Regions from separate parts of the Zea mays genome. Here all the other regions are linked to region 1. A link is a contact called in public Hi-C data. All regions are on one chromosome and are shown on one strand. The core of a region is the stretch at or near the end of the contact, and the rest is flanking DNA. Distances in the headings are between cores, read along the strand shown.

What was found. Hi-C and Micro-C count contacts between places; a contact is called where the count stands out from the background.
Region 2: a Hi-C map of leaf shows a contact between it and region 1, with 6 times the contacts expected there. The contact joins the promoter of LOC100273094 here to the promoter of LOC103642983 in region 1. A contact is called at or near these places in 4 of 25 Hi-C or Micro-C datasets (ear, leaf and tassel).
Region 3: a contact with region 1 is called in a Hi-C map of leaf, with 4 times the contacts expected there. The contact joins the enhancer-like site here to the promoter of LOC103642983 in region 1. A contact is called at or near these places in 6 of 25 Hi-C or Micro-C datasets (bundle sheath, ear, leaf and 2 more).

Annotation. Positions count from the first base shown.
Region 1 is chr3:207,812,639-207,817,701 of Zm-B73-REFERENCE-NAM-5.0, forward strand. It overlaps LOC103642983 (brassinosteroid LRR receptor kinase BRI1), which reads left to right and starts at 2,188. Exons shown (of 1, transcript XM_020550489.2): 1 at 2,188-5,063. The coding sequence starts at 2,457.
Region 2 is chr3:208,044,119-208,049,181 of Zm-B73-REFERENCE-NAM-5.0, forward strand. LOC100273094 reads right to left here and starts at 2,366. Exons shown (of 5, transcript NM_001156286.2): 1 at 1,937-2,366; 2 at 908-1,205; 3 at 474-772; 4 at 89-375. The coding sequence starts at 2,292.
Region 3 is chr3:207,949,148-207,954,210 of Zm-B73-REFERENCE-NAM-5.0, forward strand. No RefSeq gene overlaps it. Among protein-coding and RNA genes, the nearest start is that of LOC109945197, 71 kb to the left of the region's middle. Within about 2 kb of position 1,979, at least 16 of the 20 cell types and tissues checked have an H3K27ac peak or open chromatin away from gene starts, as enhancers often do. A contact at or near this core is called in bundle sheath, ear, leaf and 2 more, where this site is marked.

The sequences.
Region 1 (5,063 bases), core at 938-3,437:
TGTATGTTTGTGTGAAATGGTCATATTAGTTTGAGATTCACATTTGTTAGGGACGTTGCAACTTGCAAAGTGATCATCCACCAAGAGAAGCCTAAGTGATGCTCATATAATGGCTAATACATGTATCACCCTTAAAAATAAAACATGACCGATGTCTACATAGTCATTAGATGCTAAGTTAGCAATGACTTGGACATTGTTGCTATTTAGTGCCATTATGTTTTTAGGTTCACTTGAACCTCACCTATTTTGAAAAATAGGAGCCATATGTTGACGATCAAAATTATCCATCTCATGAAGTCATCAGAACATGAAATGAACATCCTCAGGAAGATGCTACAGTGTAAATCAAGCTTCTACCATATACATGCCTTATTATTGAAAGACAAAGCTTTTACCATTACATTAAAAAACAAAAAGGTAAATCAAGTGCTTAATTAGATTTCAACTAAATACATGTTGATTTAGAAAAAAGAAGTCCTGTAATTTGTAAGTAGAAGTTTTACATTAGTTTTTACTAGTCATGGTAAAAATTATAAATTCTAAAAGTTCTATGAAGAAAATAAAAGATACATGACTATCCATGCTCTAGTATCACATAAAAAAGAGCGACATACGATTTTTTCCCCATGAAATAGATAAGAAGACTTAATAAAGTTACAACAAAATACAAGGATTTTAACTTAACTGAAAGATAAAAAAATATCAATACTAAGTTATGATATAAGATATATGTCTTCTAAGGAGTGGTTTGGAAGAGCTTCCCTTTCAATTTCTTAGAACGAAAACATCTTCAACTAGTCAAATGCTTAAAATGTAAACTGATTTAGATGTGGACTATAAGTGAATCTATTTATCTCTATGTATTCTAGAAGCCATGAGCTAAAAATCTTTTTCACTTCGTCCACTGCACTATATTCTATTTGTGAGGCCATGGCTAACAGACCGTACATGTGGCCGTGTAAAACACTGCACTATAGATCAAATAAAAGACGAGATCAGTAAGTTGTTGAAGATAGTCTTAGCTCCTTACCCTCTCCCTCCTAGTATTATAATAAAATCACTCTATCGATCTATCATATAATCAATGAGTCGAGCGTAGGCCCATCTCCAACAGAGCATAGATAGAAGCATGCAAAATACTATTGTGTACTGTATATTGCACTGTTTACAGCGTTGAGTTTAAAATAGTAAGTAACATAGGAAGGTTGCTCGAGTTAGCCTAAGCGCGAAGGTTTGTTTGGTTGTCCCTGCCAGACAGCATGCTGACTAGGCAACCATCTTAGCTCAAGCGACTGAAATCAGACATCTGAAATAGAAGCCTGGACCAGATAGCTCCGGCCAGGAGTCATTCAAAGAAGCCCGGTCATCTCCAGCAGGTCGAGTAAATTACTGTTTTGCACTGTAGATTACACTATTTACAGAGTAAAGTTTAAAATAGAAACTGGAATCATAAGTGAGATAGAGAGTCTGCTGGAGATAGACTTAAATAACCGAACTCTTCTAAACGGGACTAGAATTCTGCACGGGTCGACGAAAGAGTGACCTATAATGCAAAATGATTCAAATTCAAAATGATTCAAAACGGAGTAGAGTTCAAATTATCATGCGCATTAGCCTTGGCATTCCTGGGTGCGGGCAGTGTCGCCGATCGAACAAACACACGCTCGGCTGCCGGCTTATAACGGGACCTTATCCACTCTCACGGCCTCGCCATCATAACACACGCTCGGCTCACACCGGAAAGGTGGCACGGCGCAGCGTCGACCGCACGCGCTCCTCCGCCCCGGATCGGATCTACCAGCCCACTCGCGCTACGGGCGTGAAGACAAAAAAACACTCGGCGAAGCAACGCGGCCCACGCGTCCGCCTCCCTCCACGCCCGCCAGGGATCCCGCACGCTCGGACCGCGACCCCGAACTGCCCATGCCCGCCCGCGGGTGGTGGAGTGGCGCGCGGATTGACGAGCCCCGGAGGCCGCGGCTGGCGCCTGGCGGGCACGTGACTCCGTCTCGAGCAGAGCACTGCCTGTCCCAACCGGCGCGGCCCTCCGCCGTCGGATCCGATCGGGATTAACCTCGCCGCGGGCAGCGGATAAGCGCCGTGGTTTAGAAGACTAATCTCGCTCGGCCCTCGGGCTAATTAGGCAGCGATTCGCGATGAGGGCGAGCAGTCGAGGGCAGGGGGCACATGCCATGTGACGTGACCCCACCACCACTCTCTCCCGCCCTTCCCTCACCTACAGCTGTTAATTTGCTTCCCGTCTCCTGCGCTCCCCCTCTCTCTCTGTCTTTACACTGTTGCTTCTTTCTTCCTGCTCCTCTCTCTAGGTATAGCAGCCCATTCCTCCACACTCCCACCTCCGCTCATCACCTCTCCCTCTCCTACCATCTCGTCGGCTCCTCCCCCGTCGGCCGACCCGCTTCTTTAATGGTTTTAAGGTAGCGCGCTAGTTCATGGAATCTCCGGGGCTGTTCGCTGTAGTGGCACTCTTCGTCGTCGTCGTGGCGGCGGCGGCCGCCGACGATGCCCAGCTGCTGGAGCAGTTCAAGGAGGCCGTGCCGAGCCAGGCCACGGACCTCCGCGGGTGGAGCGCCAGCGATGGCGCCTGCAGGTTCCCAGGCGCCGGCTGCAGGGGCGGGCGGCTCACGTCGCTGTCGCTCGCCGCCGTCCCGCTCAATGCCGACTTCCGGGCCGTCGCGGCCACCCTGCTGCAGCTGGCCAGCCTCGAGACGCTCAGCCTGCGCGGCGCCAACGTCAGCGGCACGCTGGCCGCGGTGCCGAGGTGCGGGGCCAAGCTGCAGTCGCTCGACCTGTCAGCGAATGCCGGCCTGCGGGGCTCCGTCTCCGACGTCGAGGCGCTTGTCGCTGCCTGCGCCGGGCTTAGCGCGCTGAACCTCTCCGGCGGTTCGATTGGTGGGCCGAGGTCTGCCGGCGTTGTCGCCTCCGGATTTGCCCGGCTAGACGCTCTCGACTTGTCCGGCAACAAGATCTCCGGCGATGGCGACCTCCGGTGGATGGTGGGCGCCGGCGTCGGAGCAGTCCGCCAACTGGACCTCTCCGGGAACAAGATCTCTAGCCTGCCGGAGTTCACCAACTGCTCTGGGCTGGAGTACCTCGACCTCTCCGGCAACCTCATCGCCGGCGAGGTGGCCGGCAGGACTCTCGCTGACTGCCGTGGTCTGAGAACGCTCAACCTCTCAGGCAACCACCTGGTCGGCCCGTTCCCGCCGGACGTCGCCGCCCTCACCTCGCTCGCCGGACTCAACCTCTCAAACAACAACTTCTCCAGCGACCTCCCCGCCGACGCTTTCACCGAGCTACAGCAGCTCAAGGTGGTCGCCCTCTCCTTCAACCACTTCAACGGCAGTATTCCGGACTCCTTGGCAGCGCTGCCGGAGCTCGACGTGCTGGACCTCAGCTCCAACACCTTCTCCGGCACCATCCCTTCGTCCATCTGCCAAGGCCCCAACTCCAGCCTCCGCATGCTGTACCTCCAGAACAACTACCTCTCCGGCGCCATCCCTGAGTCAATCTCCAACTGCACCAGGCTCGAATCTCTCGATCTCAGCCTCAACAACATCAACGGCACCCTCCCGGCATCCCTCGGGAAGCTCGGGGAGCTCCGGGACCTCATTCTTTGGCAGAACTTCTTGGAGGGCGAGATTCCGGCGTCCCTGGAAAATTTGGATAAGCTCGAGCATCTCATCCTCGACTACAACGGGCTCACCGGCAGCATCCCGCCGGAACTCTCCAAGTGCAAGGAGCTGAACTGGATATCCTTGGCAAGCAACCAGCTGTCTGGTCCGATCCCGGCTTGGCTTGGGCAGCTCAGTAACTTGGCCATCTTGAAGCTGAGCAACAATTCCTTCTCCGGACCAATACCGGCTGAGCTCGGCAACTGCCAGAGTTTGGTCTGGCTGGACCTGAACAGCAACCAGCTTAACGGGTCAATACCGGCGGAACTGGCAAAGCAGTCTGGGAAGATGAACATCGGTCTTGTCATTGGGCGGCCGTATGTGTATCTTCGCAATGACGAGCTGAGCAGCGAGTGCCATGGCAAGGGGAGCTTGCTAGAGTTCACCAGTATCCGACCTGAAGAGCTCAGTCGGATGCCGAGCAAGGAGCTGTGCAACTTCACTCGGGTGTACATGGGGAGCACCGAGTATACCTTCAATAAGAATGGCTCCATGATATTTCTGGATTTGTCATTTAATCAGCTTGACTCAGAGATCCCAAAGGAGCTTGGGAACATGTACTACCTCATGATCCTGAATCTTGGCCACAACTTGCTGTCTGGCGTCATCCCACCAGAACTAGCTGGTGCCAAGAAGCTTGCTGTACTCGACCTGTCACACAACCAGTTGGAAGGGCCTATTCCCAACTCTTTCTCGACGTTGTCCTTGTCGGAGATCAACCTTTCAAATAATCAGTTGAATGGTTCAATTCCAGAGCTCGGTTCGCTGTTCACATTCCCGAAGATTTCATATGAGAATAACTCTGGTCTTTGTGGCTTCCCACTGTTGCCATGCGGGCACAATGCTGGCTCAAGTTCTTCCGATGGCCACCGATCCCACCGGAACCAGGCTTCACTCGCGGGTAGTGTTGCTATGGGACTCTTGTTCTCGCTGTTCTGTATAGTTGGAATTGTCATCATAGTTGTTGAGTGCAAGAAGCGGAAGCAGATCAATGAAGAGGCAAGTACCTCTCGTGACATATACATTGATAGCCGGTCTCATTCTGGGACTATGAATTCCAATTGGAGACTCTCTGGTACTAACGCCCTCAGCGTCAACCTTGCTGCATTTGAGAAGCGACTGCAGAAACTCACCTTTAATGATCTTATTGTGGCCACCAATGGCTTCCACAATGATAGCCTAGTTGGGTCTGGTGGTTTTGGTGATGTCTATAAGGCCCAGCTCAAGGATGGAAAGGTTGTTGCAATCAAGAAGCTTATACATGTGAGTGGCCAGGGTGACCGGGAGTTTACTGCAGAAATGGAGACCATTGGTAGGATCAAACACCGCAATCTTGTTCCGCTCCTCGGCTACTGCAAGTGTGGT
Region 2 (5,063 bases), core at 1,116-3,615, 230 kb after region 1:
AGACAGTCACCGGCTAGCTGTTAGTGCCGTCATCAGACGTGCGATTTCGATCGAGCTCCGTTCCTGTCTCCCAAATAAGCTCACTCACCTGGGGATGGCTCTCTGACCCGGCCGAAGTACGTGCAGTACTGGGGCGCGATCTTCTGCAGCGTGATGCGGCGGGTCCGCGACACGGCGGCGCTCAGCCTGAGCCACCTGCTCCTCATCACGTCGTGGCCGAAGGCGAAGATGTCGTCCTTGCCGCGCAGGTTGGCCAGCATGAACTTGAAGATCCCCAGCATCCGCAGCTGGGTGTCCCGCGACGCGCCCATGTTGCTGTCCCTCAGGTACTCTAAAGCCCGCTTGGCCACCTCGTCGTCCCTGATCAGCGCCCATCTGCGGCCGGTGCGCAATGCAATGCGGCAAGCATGAGGTAGGTCAGGGTCAGGTGAATGTCACTCGGCCTGCCCATGGATTCGTATATGCAGACATACCCGAATCTGCTTCCAGCATGTCCGGATGGCTTGGAGACGGTGAACATCATGATGTCCTCGTCGGCCGGCGCCGGGATGTGCGTGAAGTGCGGCCAGTAGTACGCGTGGTCGACGATCGCCGCCGCCGAGCCGCGGAGGACGGGCTCGCGGAGCAGGGCGTCTGGGTTGTTAGGCGACGTGACGAACTCGATGAAGGTGCCGTCGGTGGAGTTCGCCCGTGACGAGTTGGCCCACAAGGCCGTGGTTCCGGCCCATCTGTACTCGCGGCCGTCGAACATGGAGGTTTGCTGTCTGTACGCCTGCACCACGGCACATGTACACATCCGTATGGGATTCATTCAGCAGCAGAAAATGACTTGTCAGACTTGAAGTTTTAGTTTAGCCCGTTGATGATGATGCAGTGTGATGGATGATTCAAAAGGCTGAACACCGACCGGGTAGTACGGCGCGGCCGCGACCACTCTGGACGGTGGCGAGGCGGCCGTGGCGTCCGGCGACAGCGCGTGCACCAGCGCGTTGATGAGCTGCAGGGAGCCGCTGGCGAAGACCAGGTGCTTGTCGTCCGCGACGGCGTTACCGACGGCCCCGTGCAGGCGCCGGATCTGGCGCTCCAGCTCCACCGACTGGAACCCGCCCGTGGTGGTGTAGCTCATGCGGTGCCACCCGGAGAACACCACGGCGCTGGCCGCCGCGTGACGCCGCCAGTACGGCTCCAGGAACAACGGGTTCCCGCTGGTGCCACAAACAACACAATATGGTCAGCACAGTACCACTGTTAGCACTGGTACTATTTAATAGCGGAAACTGTTTGCATCTATTTAGCCGGAGCAAGCTTGCAGGTGGCAGACTTTTTTAATCGGCGGAAAACAGGATTGTAAAGTGGTGCCCGGAAATTGCGACGTGCAAAGATTCCTTTGCTGCTATGCGTAGAATTATAAGCAAATCAGCAACCGAATTAATCGTTTCCTTCTCTATCTCATTCGATTTCAATCGTTTATTACTTTACCACGAAAACTTACTATTAGAGCTGGTTTAAAAGCCACAAAATCGGAGGGGTTAAAGAAGCTAAAATCTTATTCTTATTTAATTTTAAATAAAAAAAGATTTTAATCCTCTAATCCTTTCTGATATTTTTCTCCAAACTAATCCTTATTAATAAGAACCATCCTGATAAAAGAAGAGAGAAAAATCTGCTTCCCGACCCCGTTGACGCTCCATTTGTGTCAAGGTTGCCGTGATGGAATGGAACCAAACAACAACTATGTTTGGCTTAAATTCCACATAAATCCACCTCAATATCTGTGAACTGAAGTAAGTATCTAAACAAAACCTAAAGTAGAATTTGCTTCAACCTAATAATACTCAGAAAAGGAAAAATAATTATGCGTCCATCGTGGACCGGGAGAGACTTATCGAGTGCCCCAGCTGAAACAAGCAAGCAAGGCAAGGAGAAGCGCGTATGCCTGTCGGCGTCGGCGGTGCAGTTGGGCGTGCGAAGGGAGCAGTCCGGCCCGCCGAAGCAGCTGTTGCACTCGCACCCGGGCCGCCCGTCCTCGCCGGCGACGCCATCGACGAACACCTGCCCGTGGCCCGAGCACTCCACGGCGGCCACCGCCTCGGCCTCCCTGGCCGCCTGCAGAGACCAGGTGAGCCCGCACCCGCACCCGTCGTCACGGAGCAGCAGCCGGGACGGCGAGAGGAAGTGGTGCGCGACGAAGATGGCGTTCAGGAGCAGCGATGAGTAGACGACGCCCAGGAGGGCGAGGCCTGCACCTGCACGTCGTCGTGTTTCGTGCTGCTCTCCACCTGCCGCCTCCATTATTGTGTATCTCTGCTCCGATTTCTCAAAAACGTGGTGTATGTATCTAACATATCCAGGGGTGGAGCTATATACTCGTTTTAAGGCTACAATGCAGGGGGGGCAGGCACTGCTCGCCTCCCTTGTCTCCCATCATGAGTCCTGGCTGAACATGATGCTGATGCTGACTGATGACACTAGTTTAATGAAAGCTCCATAACGCCAGTATTAAACATATATTCACTGTGTTTTTAGTTTTTGTCGGTACGAAAGGCGAGTGAAAATTGAGAATTTTAGACTGAGTGCTTGTTTGAGTGTAACGGAGGAAATTGAAGGGGATTCTACCCCTCAATAATTAGAGATTATAACCCTCTCAATCCTCTCTGTTACACTTGTTTTCAAACAAACCTTAATGGTTCTGTCGAATTGACGGTTTGTGTAAATCTATCGTCTCTAGAATTTTGATTTTTATTTTTAGATGTGCCTTAGTAGCATAAATCAACTATAAAACTATTTTTAAAACTAAAAAATCGCTATATTAATATTAAACCTTATCTGATCCTAAACAGCTATAACAATATACCCAAATATACATCCTCGCATAACAAAACAATATTCACTTTATTCTACAATAATCATCAACCCCAAGTATATAATCAACCGCAGCATCTTCATTTAGTTGTAGCCTAGCAATTTGTCATAAACCTAAGATACCTACAGAACAGGACTTTTTATCTCTAACTAGCACACATATTTGTCTTGCAACGAAACCCATTACTTGTAGTACTTCATATCATCGCTACGTTAGATGTGATACGTTCTAACTCGTATGATAATAAGTCATGATCATGAGTGTGGTTCACATGCCTGATACTTAATCACAATCCAATTTGTATTAATACCGGACTTTGTATTCATCTAGTTGTATATGAGGTCTAACTCGTATGAGAATGAGTCATGAGTCTGAATCATGTATCACTAGAATTATACTTAGGAAGTTATGGACGGAAAAATAGATGAACATATAATATTTGATATAGATATATATTTATTATTATTACATGCTGCAATCAAAGTCTATATAACCTCCTCATTTTTAGAGGGTAGTTTACTTCACCCTTCAAAACCAACTGTTAACCCGCTCAATTTTACAAAATTGAGCAAATAACCCCTTGAGAGGTTTTAGTGAATGGTTTTGATGATAGGTATTGCCACAGTGACACCAGTTTTATCTATTTTAATTCCATTATCTAGCAGTATCTAAAACTTATATAATTTTGCACAACAATTGCTCTAATTTTTATGAAATTTTAGAAGTAGCAGCTTAATTATTAAAAACAAAAACTATATAAAAAGAGTTTAATATTTTTATTCTAGATTCATTTCTTATCTTTCCTAGCTAAGACTTTTAATAGAGATAACTAATACAGTTACTAAATTACTAAAATTTTGGTTGATTTTATTAAGCAATTTAAGGGGTCTTTCTTCATATTACTAACTAAATTTATTTTTTAGAAACACTTAGAAAACAGTAATAAAAAGATCTCATATTTTTACACGGCCCTCCTCTCTAGTAAAAGAACTTATACAAATATTTTTGGTGTTTTCTGAGGGCTTAAAATACGGACTCATAACTTACACAAATATTTCAAAGGACTTGATATGGGTCCACATTTAAAGTCCTCATAAAATCCTAGAATTATTTATGCAAGTTATTTTAGTGGAGGGTAGTTATGTGTCAAAACTAGAGGTCATTTTATCATTATTCGCTAAGTGTTTCTAAAGAATAAATGTAAAATTGATTTAGTTAGTAACTAAAAGAAATGTCACCTAACTTACTTAATAAAATCAACCAAAATTTAGTAGTTTAGTAACCGTATTAGTTATCTTTAGTAAAAAAAAATAGCCTGAAAAGATAAGAATTGAATATAGAACAAAAATATTCTCTTTCATGTAGTTTTTTAATTTTAGAATTAAGTTGTTACTCCTAAAGTTCAAGAAAAATTGGGGAAAATATAGTATATGATTACCAATTTATGTACAAACTTATTGAAATTTAGGATACTTTTAGATCATATAATTAAAATAGAAAAAACTGGTGCTATAGTGACAATGCCACATTAGCAGCCAACACACCACTAGAAGTAACTACAACTACGATGCAATGCCATATCAACAAAACCATTCACTAAAACCATCCAAGGAGGTTATTTTCTTGGCTTTATAAAGTTGAGGGGTTAAACAGTCAGTTTTGAAGGTGAGAGGGGGAAGTAGATTACCCTCTAAAGACGATCAAGTTATGTAGATTTTTTCCCATGTTCATAACTAGACCGGTTCAAACGTCGGGTTGGGTAAAGATCAGGTCATAGGTTGTTTGGCACAACCCGTACTCGACTCGTGTCTAGTCGGGTCGTGTTGGCCCGTGCCTCCCTGTTTGGCATTTTAGGTCAGGGGTTCTAGGATTGGATCGGGTTTTTTTTGGTTGGATCGGCTTTAGCTCAAAAACCATTGTCTATAGCTGACCGTGAATTATTGGGGGTCAAAAACTATATCATATACCCAGCCGTTCCATTGGTCTACCCGGATCAGGTTTTTTCGAGCGATCAGGTCAAATTAGTCAGATTGGGTTGCCCATGCTCAGGTATATTTATAACTATGTAGATGCTAAGTACTTTGTGAGAGGCTTTACAGGCGCAGCAGCGAACAGGTATTGTACGTTTGAGGATGAATAACTCAAGGCCCGTTTGCAAGAAAAGAGGCACCCTAGCCGTATTAACAATAAATTATTGTTT
Region 3 (5,063 bases), core at 729-3,228, 140 kb after region 1:
CACCAAGTGATTTTTCCTCCATTCTTTCTCCATTTGACTTCAACTTTTGGGATGACTTTTCTGAGACTTAGACAAACACATTTAGAGTATAATCCAATTGATTTAGTCCCAAAAAGTTACCTCTTTCCAATTCTTCTCCCAACTTTTCTGTTTTTCCCAAACATAGTCTAAAGTTACCTCTTTCTCTACAAAAAGAATTAGAGAGCAAACCGGAGTACCAAACATGTAGTAAAAGGTGTATGCAACATAGCTGAACACTCAAACCTTACATACTTAACATTTTTCATTGCTTTACCCATTTTGGCATGTTCGAGGTCGAGCTTGGACTCCAAACCATCAAGTCAACTTGACTTGATCTAGATTGACATATATCAGCTGCAACACACTGTAAAGGTCACATAGAAAATATCCAAACACAGGAACAACCCAAACTAAAGGTCAAAGTGAACTTAGCTCTTTAGGGCCGCTTCTAGGTTCTGGCTTTGACACTACACCTTCTTGTGACCTTGTTCACTTCTTGAGCTTGATCGTGAGCCTTGTTGGTTATAACCATAGGTATTACCTCATTGGTTATAAGTCATGTCCTTAAGTCATGATCATCGATGCACCATATCTCTTCTCAACCCTAAACCCTAAACCCTTCACTTTGGAAGTCTTCTTTTTCACCCTTGGCTTTGGGTTCCTTAGCCTCCTTGACCTTCTCCTGTGCACTCGGTGCCTCAAATCTCTTCTTGCATCCATCCTTGGCTTGATCAGTTGTCTCCAAGTTATGCACATCAAGTCTCACTTAGATAAAGTTCATCTTACTTGTGACATCCATTATCCATAAACATTCCATTCTTTTTGACCATCACACTTGTTCACTTATGTTGAACCATGTAACCTTTGCACTAAGTACATGTTTAACACTTAGTACCTCCTTTTAGTCCTTTAATTGCGTTGTCATCCAAACCACCAAAACTCACAAGGGAGCTTTCAAGGGTAATATATTGTATTGTGAGCCCTCTCGTGTCCTTTATGTGTTTAACTTCAGTTCTCGATCTCGCGATCCATCCCGTACATATTCACCGTTGAAATTTCCTCGAAATGGTAAGATATGTTTCTCTCTAGAACCACTTGAAACACTTTCAAAGGTACTATGGTATCAGTTTCAGACCTGAAATATTTCAGCTTTCCTTCATAAGGGCTAGTTTGGAAACTTAAATTTTCTCTAAAATTCCCGTGGATTGAGTAACTTAAATCTCCTCCGGAATTCTGAGAATTGAATAGAAAATGAGTTGATTTCCCTCTTAATCAATGAGAATCTCAGAGGGAATTTATGTTTCCAAACTAAACGATGGAAACAACATATGTGTAGTTTCGCATGGATTTTGTTTCTTGCCCTCTTCTTAATTAGCAACTCTGTCATTTAGTTCATGTTTTTTTGAACGGTATAAATTAAAATATACTATATTTCAGTTGCTTTTTCACGGAAAGTTCTGATTTTTAAGAATACTTTTATTTATATATTTTTATGAAAAGATAACATTACGTGAACCAGAATACAACCTACCAGCCAATCAATCTCATGAAGTCATCTGATTCGGCATCTAAAACTTTTTTAATAGAATATTGATTTAAAATAGTTTTATGAAAATCTGAATTCATATAGAATGGATAATTAACTTACACTTAGGCTATCTTCGGCAGATCCTTTATCTTATTCTCTATTTTATCTCATATTTTAAATTTTATTTTACAAATAGTGTTAAACAGTCATTTACAGTTCTGAGTCCCTATTTTACTTAATTTAGGACTACAATGTTTTTTTTCTCGGGACTCAAGGATAGAAGATAGGCAACGGCAACCAAACTTGGCACATGGCCTAGCGCTGCTTTTAATTACGTGAGCCCATTATTGCTATTTTAGGGCGTAGACAGAAACTGGAACTTTTAGCCGCACTCGACATGATCATCACCAGAACAGCCCAAAGGCCACCACTTTCTTGTGGGCTGTGGGCTGTACTTGCACGCTCACTTGGGCGGAACGCACTCAAGGCTGAGTACTAGCCCATGTATTCCAACGTGCATTTCAAACTCTACATCGTTTATAGTACTAACTCCGTTAACGCGACAAATAAAAAGAATGGAGAAAGTAATATATTCCCTCCGTTTCTTTTTATTTGTCGCTGGATAGTGCAAAATTACACTATCCAGCGACAAATAAAAAAAACGGAGGAAGTACATCATATATACAGTATTTTGTACAGCTAAATACACTGGTGAACTCAGTCGACCAAACCCGAGCAGTCCAGGTCCGTCAGGTCACTCATCACACGCCTATTGGCTATCTCATAACTAACCTAGGTGGTTTTGGACTGTTGGTTGATCGTGCTGAGAACTAGATTACCACAGATCACTTTCTCCATTAGTGCTTTTTAACACTCTCTTAGGACGAATACCGCGACCAACACATGCCTCATTAAAACTCTCAAAAATATAGTGGGAAAATATGAAGAAAGAGAGCATGGTGACACATATTGCATTTGCACTCTATTGCCTCGTTAAAATCCATATGTGCGAAACTTCAGTAAAACTCGTCAAGGAAAAAACAATACAACAAATATAATAAACTTTCATAAAGGTTTACATATTGATCATCAACTTGACGCCTTTGGGGCATACAATATGACATTCAATATCTCACAATTATTATCAATATTAAGCATTTGTTCCCCTCACGATAACATATGTCAAAGTCGTTACTCCTCGTAACTCAAACATATTCTTCAAGATATATGTCTCATTATCCATCAGGAATAATGATGGTGGATGAGGTTGGCGTGCTATAATTTTCTATCTTATCATATACCACAATGTATACATGGTTGTGCAAAGCAAACTACTAGTCATTTTAAAGAACTTAGGGAATAATATAGTTGCAAAGGTACATATTCCAAATATAACTCATCACTCAAGGCGTTCATTCGTTGCAACTTCTATGATGGTGTAACAAAAGTCCATCTAAGATCGTAACCCATCGGGGATTTGTCGGGGACCATAATTAGGGGTACCCTCAAGACGCCTAATTCTCAGCTGGTAACCCCCATCAGCATAAAGCTGCAAAGGCCTGATGGGCATGATTAAGTCAGGGATCAGTCCACACGAGTGACTCGATCACGCTTCACCCGAGCCTAGCCTCGGCCGAAGGCAGCCGACCTCGAGAGACTTCCGTCTCGCCCGAGGCCCCCTTTTTATGGCGGACACATCACCGGCTCGCCCAAGGCCTTGGCTTCGCTCAGAAGCAACCTTGACTAAATCACCACACCGACTGACCAAATTGCAGGGGCATTTAACGCACAGGAGGCCTGACACCTCTATCCTGACACGCGCCTCCGGCAGAGCCGAGGTGACCGCCGTCACTCCACCGCTCCACTGACCAGTCTGACAGAAGGACAGCGCCGCCTGCGCCACTCCGACTGTAGCGCCACTCGACAGAGTAAGTCTGACAGGCAGTCAGGCCTCGCCAAAGGCGCCACGGCGAACTCCGCCCCGCCCGACCCCAGGGCTCGGAATCAGGCTAGGACCCGGAAGACGGCGAACTCCGCTCCGCCCGACCCCAGGGCTCGGACTCGGGCTAAGACCCGGAAGACGGCGAACTCCGCTCCACCCGACCCCAGGGCTCGGACTCGGGCTAAGACCCGGAAGACGGCGAACTCCGCTCCGCCCGACCCCAGGGCTCGGACTCGGGCTAGGACCCGGAAGACGGCGAACTCCGCTCCGCCCGACCCCAGGGCTCGGACTCGGGCTAAGACCCGGAAGACGGCGAACTCCGCTCCGCCCGACCCCAGGGCTCGGACTCGGGCTAAGACCCGGAAGACGGCGAACTCCGCTCCGCCCGACCCCAGGGCTCGGACTCCGCCCTGGCCTCGGCCGAACGACTTCCGCCTCGACCGACCCCTTGGCTCGGGCTCGGCCACGGCAACAGAAGGCAGACTCAACCTCGGCTTCGGAGGAGACCCCACGTCGCCCTGCCTAGGGCACAGACCGCCACGTCAACAGGAGGCGCCATCATCACCCCACCCCGAATCGACTCGGGTCACGGAGAACAAGACCGGCGTCTCATCCGGCCAGCTCCGCCAGAGAGGCAATAATGGCGCTCCACAAGCTCTATGACGACGGCGGCCCCTAGCTCTCTTACGGAAGCAGGACAACGTCAGCAGGGACTCGACCGCTCCAACAGCTGTCCCTCCATCAGGCTCCGCCGCACCTCCAACAGCCACGACATCACGCCAGCAGGGTGCCCAGATCTCTCCGGCTACCACATTGGCATGTACCTAGGGCGCTAGCTCTCCCTCCGCTAGACACGTAGCACTCTGCTACATCCCCATTGTACACCTGGATCCTCTCCTTACGACTATAAAAGGAAGGACCAGGGCCTTCTCAGAGAAGGTCGGCCGCGCGGGACCGAGGACGGGACAGGCGCTCTCTTGGGGCCGCTCGCTTCCCTCACCCGCGTGGACGCTTGTAACCCCCCTACTGCAAGCGCACCTGACCTGGGCGCGGGACGAACACGAAGGCCGCGGGACTTCCACCTCTCTCACGCTCGGCTCCGGCCGCCTCGCCTCTCCCCCCTTCGCGCTCGCCCATGCGCTCGACCCATCTGGGCTGGGGCACGCAGCACACTCACTCGTCGGCTTAGGGACCCCCCTGTCTCGAAACGCCGACAGTTGGCGCGCCAGGTAGGGGCCTGCTGCGTGCTGACGAACAGCTCCCCGTCAAGCTCCAGATGGGCAGTCTCCAGCAACCTCTCCGGCCCGGGACGATGCTTCGTTTCGGGACTCTTGAGTTCATGTCCTTCGACGGCAGCTACGACATGACACTTCTTCCACCGCCGCGCGACTACGACAATGGCGGCCGACAACCCGCCCGCCGGCGGCGGAATCGATGACGTCTACCCCGCGTGGTGGAAGAGCAACATTCGGGCTCGCTCCGTTCTCTCCCCCGCCAACGGAGGAGGAGGCGGAGCCGTCAAGGCCAGACGGGAGGCCACGCTTCGCCGGCCGTCGAGCGAATCGACGCCCC